Linked DNA regions of Ovis aries: region 2 is linked to region 1. A link is a contact called in public Hi-C data. All regions are on one chromosome and are shown on one strand. The core of a region is the stretch at or near the end of the contact, and the rest is flanking DNA. Distances in the headings are between cores, read along the strand shown.

Evidence for each region. A called contact is a pair of places that touch in the nucleus more often than the background predicts.
Region 2: a Hi-C map of hypothalamus shows a contact between it and region 1, with 6 times the contacts expected there. The contact joins the promoter of PFN2 here to the enhancer-like site in region 1. A contact is called at or near these places in 7 of 16 Hi-C or Micro-C datasets (hypothalamus, liver, mixed tissues and 3 more).

Annotation. Positions count from the first base shown.
Region 1 is chr1:238,700,046-238,703,902 of ARS-UI_Ramb_v3.0, reverse strand. No RefSeq gene overlaps it. Among named protein-coding and RNA genes, the nearest start is that of TRNAR-UCG, 180 kb to the right of the region's middle. Within about 2 kb of position 2,417, at least 4 of the 54 cell types and tissues checked have an H3K27ac peak or open chromatin away from gene starts, as enhancers often do. A contact at or near this core is called in hypothalamus, where this site is marked.
Region 2 is chr1:238,932,626-238,936,470 of ARS-UI_Ramb_v3.0, reverse strand. PFN2 (profilin 2) reads right to left here and starts at 1,962. Exons shown (of 2, transcript XM_060394893.1): 1 at 1,799-1,962. The coding sequence starts at 1,930.

The DNA of each region.
Region 1 (3,857 bases), core at 1,168-3,667:
AGGCAGGAGAAGGGGACGACAGAGGATGAGATGGTTGGCTGGCATCACCGACTCGATGGACATGAACTTGAGCAAGCTCCGGGAGATGGTGAAGGACAGGGAAGTCTGGTATGCTGCAGTCCGTGGGGTCGCAAAGAGTCGGACACAACTGAGCGACTGAACAACAAAGAAAAAGGAGATGAAGACGAAGAAGAAGCCATGAGGTAAGGGCCTCTGAATGATCACCTAGAAGCCTCAACCTGCATTGGACTTCAGTGGAAATGGGAAAGAAACTCTGTTGTTTGAAGTCTCTGAGATTTCAGAATTGATCTGTTTCAGGAACTAGTTTTACTTCACACATATAAAAGGTCAGAAGAAGCCTATGGGGAGCAGAGGCAATTCAAGAATCAAGGTGATAACTTCTTTGAACTCATCTCCTCTATACGTAAAAGACCAAGGACTGATAAATACGACAGCTCCTCGTGTCTCTTTAGGCAATCACCAAAATCATGCAAAGGGAAGATTCCCTCTCCTCCCCACTGCCATCCTAGGCTTCAGGACTTAGAGGATTTATTTATCTTCTTACCGGCTCCATCTTTTTCTCTCTCTCTCTTTTGGTTTTCTGCCCCTCCCCTCCCATGGCTTGTAGGAGTTTAGTTCCCCAGCCAGGGTTTGAAGCCTTGTCCTCTGTAGTGAAAGTGGGAGTCAAAATCGTGGGACCATCAGAAAATTCCCTCCACCTGTCATCTTTTAAACCACTTTTATTCTAGACAAAAATGTTGGAGGATAGGAAGGATACTGGCTATCTTAACCTAACTTTTTGTGGAAAAAGAGAAGGTAAAGGAACAGAAACAGATAAACAGGTGAAAATCTTAGTTGTAAAGAAAAGGGCAGTGCTAGCATAAGAAAGGGCTTCCCAGGTGGTGTTAGTGTTAAAGAACTCACCTGCTAATGCGGGAGACACAGGGGTGTGGGTTCAGTCCCTGGGTTGGGAAGATCCCCTGGAGGAGAGCATGGCAACACACTCCAGTATTTTTTCCTGGAGAATCCTATGGACAGAGGAGCCTGGTGGGCTACAATCCATGGGGTCACAAAGAGTCGGACATGACTGAAGTGGCTAAGCATCATACAGGCACCCTAAGAAAACACTGTCACATCTTGGACCTTTGGGTTTGCCAAGGGAGGTGATTCTTCAGTTTGGTTAGTATGTTGATGGGTCTTAGGTGGGCAAAGCTGGGTTTAGAGTTCAGTTTGTGATAAGTTGCTAGGGAAGAGCTGATCTGAGTTACTCTGCATGAAAGTGTGAGAAAGAGAAGTGAAAAAAGTAAGAGAGGTGAGAAGGGGAGGAGAGACAGCAAAGTCCTGAGATGTCAGAAATGTCTGTGAGGTGGAGTGTTAGGGATATTTTATTATGGGAGGGAGATGAAAAGGTTATAGCCATGAAGCACTCCTATTCAGCGTTCAATGATCTGGTCACTTCTATGCAAGCCCCTCTCTCTTCCCATATTTTTAGTGAAGACTTTCACACCAAAGACCCCTTCCATGGGAGGTTTTTGGGGGGCACTCAGAAGGACACAAATAAGTTGGCAAACTGTGAGACAGGGACTATATTGTGCAAGGTGGAAGATGACCTGTAGACAAAACTGATTCAGTTGAGTTTGGAATCCTAGATGGCCATCCACCCTACATAGCCTGAGCACTTAATATCTGCTGGGCACTGTTCTAGGACAGGAGGACAACACCTTAAACAGACCAGACAAGGTCTCTGAGAACTCACAGTCTGGTGGAGTGACCTACAGTACATAACTGACCAAATAAATGAGGAAAAATAAAAACGCAGGGGATGTGATGATGAATGGGGGCACTACTTGAGAACAGACCATCACTTTGCAGAGGAGATGTTGAAGCAGACTATTCCCATCGGGATTTACAAACATCTGAAAAAATGGAGAGCTGGGTTTCCCAGGGGCAGAGTGACCATAGTTCATGTGGCTTAAAGCCCAATCCTGAATTCATTTCTGGAGCTTTATTCACTCCCTCTTCTCAAGGAGGCAATGTTCTTTTTCAACGGACAATCAACATGACTTGAGCCCTTCTTTGTACGCCATAGGGAGATAGTTGCTCCTCAGAGGTTGAAATCAAGGTTGTCGCTAAAAGGGCTTCCATGGATGCGCTTCCCTTGGCCCCTCAGGAAAAGGCAGTGAATTGCGGGTTTGAAATGATTTGATCCCACACTTGTCTGTAGATAGAAGACTAAAGCTAACTGGAAGACCTCTTAAGCTCCTTAGCTATTTGGAGGGAAGGGTGTGTTCCCCTCTCCCCCGGGGGGCAGACTTCCCATTTGGAGAAGGGGGCAGAGCAAGGGCGCCAACTCTGGTTCTCAGAAACTGCTGCGCCCGGGGCCAGCCTGCCAGAGTCAAGGGCAACAAAAAGAAGGAGCTCCATCTAGTGTTGTTACAAAACAGGGCTAGAGGCATTCTGATCGGCTGATTAGGGGAACAAACATACCCTGTCTTCTGGCAAGAAAATGGTACCAAAAAAGGCCAGAGCTGCTGGGGTGTGTGTGTGTGTGTGTGTGTGTGTGTGTGTGTGCACGCGTGCACGCTCAGTTGTGTCTGACACTTTTGCATTGTGGGAGTTTATCATAAACAAGAAGCCGGACTTCACTCTTGGCTGGGGATGGACCCAGGAACAGAAAGAAGACAAAATTGTCTTAAATGTTTAGTCGCTCAGTCGTGTCCGACTCTGCAATCCTTTGGACGATAGCCTGCCATCTGTCCATGGAGTTTTTCAGGCAAGAATACTGGAGTGGGTTGCCATTTCCGTCTTCAGGTTATCTTCCCTACGCAGGGGTTGAACCAGCGTCTCCTGTGTCTCCTGAACTTCAGGGAGAGTCTTTACCTGCTGAGGCACTGGGGAAGTCAAATTGTCTTACGTTCTTGCTTATCAGTGTTTCCTCCTTGAAGGGCAGACCTCGCTGCTACATGCAAACTCATCTATTATAAAAATCAAGATCTGGTGGTTGATGGGATCCAGAGAAATCTGGGGAGACTCATACACTGGGTCTTGTGTATAGGACTCTGGGATGCATTACTGGTATTTGTAATTGATGGGTCATAGCGTTTGCATATTTTCAACCTTAGTAAATAATGACAAACTGTATCTAAAGTGGAATATAACAATGTTTGCTCTCACTATAGGATTCCCTTTGTGCCCTACAATCTCCAAAATATCAGTCATTCTCATTTTTGTCATTCTGATGGGTATGATCCTGATACCTCATGGTGTTTGAATTGGCATTTTTCTAATTAGAAGTGAAATTAAGCACTTTCCATACACACACACATATATATATGTGTATATATATTCCATATATATGTATATATATTTCATATATATATATTTTCCTATTTGGATATCCTTTGTGAGTTACCTGTTCAGGTCTATTGGCCATTTTTTGTGGTCTTTTTAAAAAATTATTTTTACTGGTCTTTTGGCTATTCTGATTAAGAAATTTTTGTTAGTTATGTACGCTGATATGTATTCCCCTCTCATGGTTTGCTTTCTCATGCTCTTGGTGCCTCTGGATAAACAGAGGTTCTTAATTTTAATGGAATATAATTTAAAAATCTTTTCTTTTATGTTTTCTGTGTCTTCTTTTTAAAATATTCTCCTACCCTGATGACAAGAAGACATCGTCTTATGTTATCTTTCAAAACCTTTATTGTTTTGTCTTTTGCGTTTAGGTTTGCAATTTCCTGAAACGGATGTTTTGTTGGTAGGCAGCAGTACTTGAGTCTTTTCTTTGAGGAAGGTATCCAACTGTCTTAGGTCTGTTTATTGGAAAGGCCATGCTCATTCCACTTTTCTACAGTAGC
Region 2 (3,845 bases), core at 713-3,212, 230 kb before region 1:
GTTATTTATAAACTTGTTTCAAGTCAGGTGGTACCCGAAGTGCTTATGTAATGGTAAAGATTCACCCAGAAACTTTCAACAAAATCTTACCTATCACAATCACGTAACAGTCTTGTCATATCAAACTTAAAGTTGTTTGAAAGTCTCCTGGAACAAAGCCCATGCTTGGCAGATCTGGTTACATCTACTCTGCTTCAAATAGCTTGACATACCCCCCTAGTATGAACTTCAAGCCCTGAATCTCAGCGCATCCCCAAATTCATATTTCCCTCCTCTTTTATTTTCGCTGCTACTCCCTCTCCAACTTTCCTTCCCCTCCCTCCTAAGTAATCAGTTTTCTTTCTGGGCAAATGCAAAGAGGATTCTGTCTGTAGCGCTGCAATAAGCAACCATAAAAGAACAGAGAAAATGGAGGGAGAGTGGGAAAGAAACTGAGGTAGCGACCAGAACCGGAAAGGAGAAAACGTGCATTCTAACATTCCATGAATAAGAAGGAAGGCGTCGCCCCCATCAGAACTGCAGAGTCATAGCAGGCCCCAGCCATTTCCAAGCACACTCCCGCAATCTTCCCAGCCAAACAGCGGGAACTCACACACAAAGACAAGAGGACTGCAGGAAAAAAGTTGATCGCCAGACGGCAATTCTCTGTAAGATTTGTAGTCCACTGCGGCAACAGAGAGCCGGAAAGTACCTGGATCAGGAGTTCTACACAGTTAGACCTTAAACATGTTAAGCAGTACAAGAATAATTAGTAGCACCCATAGTAAAGGGGCCTGAATTTTGGCATTTGATAGGAAGGGGGCGTGAAGCGTAGGAAATTAAGAGAATGGTCCTGTATTTGATATAATGTCACCATTTTAGACCCTTGTGCAGAAAGAGGCAAAACAATAAAGCAGCACTGGAGGGCTTATTGACAGTTATTCCCCAAACATGTGGCAACCGAGTCAAACCACCAAGTCACAAGAAAATCAGGCACCGGGAAGCATTAATCTGCATTAGTTCCCTTACGAAGATCACTAAAGAGGGAGGGACTTGGAGAACTGAACATCCCCTCGGTCTTCGCAGATTATTGAAAGCCCCAAGCACCCCCTTTTTTTAGAACTCTGTTGCGTAACTGGGGATAACGGTATATCGATGAATCTCCATAGGAAAGAAATCAATGGCAGATCGCCATCTTGGAGAATTAAAAAAAAAAAAAAAATCCTATGGAGCCAGAGATTCACGAATCCACCTACGTTGTCTGCGTTCATTTCTCGCAAGCCCAAGAGGCCTGGACACCGGCAAATCTACGCCAAGTGGCCGCGAGGATCCTGGGGGCCGGGCAGCCGCCGCCTCCCACAGCTCGCGGCGCGGGCGGCGCGCCGTCACCGGAGGAGCTAGGGGCGGCTAGACCACCCGAGGACCCGCGCCCCAGCCCGGCTCCTCCGGTCCCCGCTTCCACCCGGGAATGTACAAAGCAAACCTCAGGGCTTCCAGGGGACCCCAGGGCGGGGGCGAGAAAAGGGAAAAGGCCCCCCACCCACGAACCGGTGCGTACCCCCTCCCCCAGCCTCATCCGGACAAGCTGTGGGAACGCCGGCGAGCCCGGCCGCCGCCCCCGCCACTCAGCGCAGCCCCTGCGAGGGGGCGTCCCCGGGCCTCGGCCTCTCCGCCCGCCCGGTAGCCGCATCCTCGGCGCCCGCCGCTCCTCACACCTGCCGGCGCGGCCCTGCCCGAGTCCGGCCCCGCGCTGCGGCGCCCCCACGGCCGGCCCCGCATGGGTCCGGGGCCGGGTACCCAGGTCCCCGCCGGTCCTCACCGTAATGCTCTGGAAGACGCCCCCGGCCGTGGCTGCCCAGACGTATTTGGCGTCGCAGTAGCCGACAATGGCGGCCTCCTGGCAGCAGCCATCGCACATCAGGTTATCCACGTAGCTCTGCCAACCGGCCATCTTCGAGCCCTTCGCACTGCAGCGGGGACGGCAAGGAGCAGCAGGCGCAGCGGCGGCGACGGCGGCGGTCGCGGGCGGCGGCGGCGCGGGGGGAGGCGGGGCGGGGGCGGAGAGGAGGCGGCTCTGCGCAAGCACCGACCGCCCCCCTCCCCGAGGAGCTGCGGAGGGAGGACGCGGGGACGGCGGTGAGGGACAAGCCGCGGAGCGCGCCCGGCCCGGCCGCCCTCCCGCCCGCGACCGCGGGGCTGATTAACTAGCGGCGGCAGGCTGCGGAGCGGCAGTGCCGGCGACGGCGCTGGAGACTACTCCTCACTGTGGCTCCCTTAGCTCTCCGCCGTTCCGGCGGGGCGTGCGCGCGCGCGTGCGTGCGATCCTTCCGCGGCGCCCTGACTCTGAGGGTCCCGAGAAGGGAGGGGGAGACTGAGCGGGGGCGCGGCCGCGGAGGGATACTGCCCGGGGCAATCACGGCGCCACGTGCGGCCGGCGAGGTCTGAGTGAGGCGGGTGGTTGAGGGTGGCTGAGCCTCGGACCCCGGGCCTACGGAGAGGGCGTCTCTCGAGTTGCACTCAGTACCCCTGGGACGGCGGCGTCTGGGGAGCCTCGGAGTCCCCGCGTCCGGGCTGTGAAACGCCTCGGTCCTGCGGCCGGCGGCTCGGGATGCGGAATCTTGCGCCTCGGTGTCGGATTGCAGAGTTGCCCTGGTGACGGGATGCGGAGCGTTAACTCCTCTTTGTGGTCCCGGCGGGCGGGTAGCAGAGTCGGCCACTGTCATCTTAGGCATCCTCAGTGGGACCCTCTTCTCTGGACCTCTCGGCCACAAAGGCTACCAGGCGGGCGCACTCCAGCAATCTGAAATCAGAGTGGCATTCTTGGCTTTCAGGAACATTTCTGAGCTTTGCTGGTCTTTCATTGTTGCTTCATTTGGGTACCAAAGGCCTCTCATTGTGTGGGTTCCTTGATAGGAAGATCCTCTCTTCCCCTGTCTTAAAGCGGCTAAATTGCTCGTAAATTCCGAAGGAAACAAATAGCTAGCAATGTAAAACTATTGGTTGGTAACGGAATATTACTGGTGGGTCGAAGAAATCTGAATATATAAAGAATTTAAAAATCTAAGAACGGGTTCGTTGTATGAACATGTTAGTATTTCTACTCTCAAAAGCTAAACTAATTTCGGGACCCAGATCGGAGAATGGCTTGTATTTAGGTGGTAAAACATGGGTAGAGTCCCTGTGAATATTGCGTGGTCTTTAGTAACCGCTGGGCGTTATGACTATGCAAAGGATTAGGAGACTTCCCACAATTTCGATTTTAAATGAACTAAACGATCTGTCAGTGAAGGGAAGAGAGCGTCTCAAAGCGTTTTTGAAAAAGTTGATTTTCAATTTTAAAGTTATCATGTAAGGTCACAATTAGTGACAAGGAGGATTCCACAGATGTTGCTCAGGAAAGAAGATAAAAACGTTGCTACGTAATCTAATTGCTTCTGACGTTTTGTATTTTTTCTGATGTTTGCTTTGAAATGTACAATTCTTAGCGGCAAGGAGGGGAAATCACAGTAAGGAACTCCCAAGTCAGGCTCCTATCAGACTGAGATAATGTATTCTCTCAGGTTCTGATGATACATAGAACCTATGTGCTGTAAAATGTGCGCCAAACTTGTTTCATTTTTGCAAATGTGCCGCCCACCTGATTTAGTTACACTGACTCATTCTTGTTTACTACTTTTTGTGTGTGTGTGGTGGTTGTTGATGGTTTTAACCCTTCAGTTTTACCAGTTTATCAGCCTCAAAGTTAATGATACACTGTGCTGGTAGCACAGTGCCAATGTAAGAATTCATTAAGCTGTACACTTATTTGTGCTCTTTATACAGGTTGTAATTCAGTAAACTTAAACAGTAAACAAAGGTAACGAAAA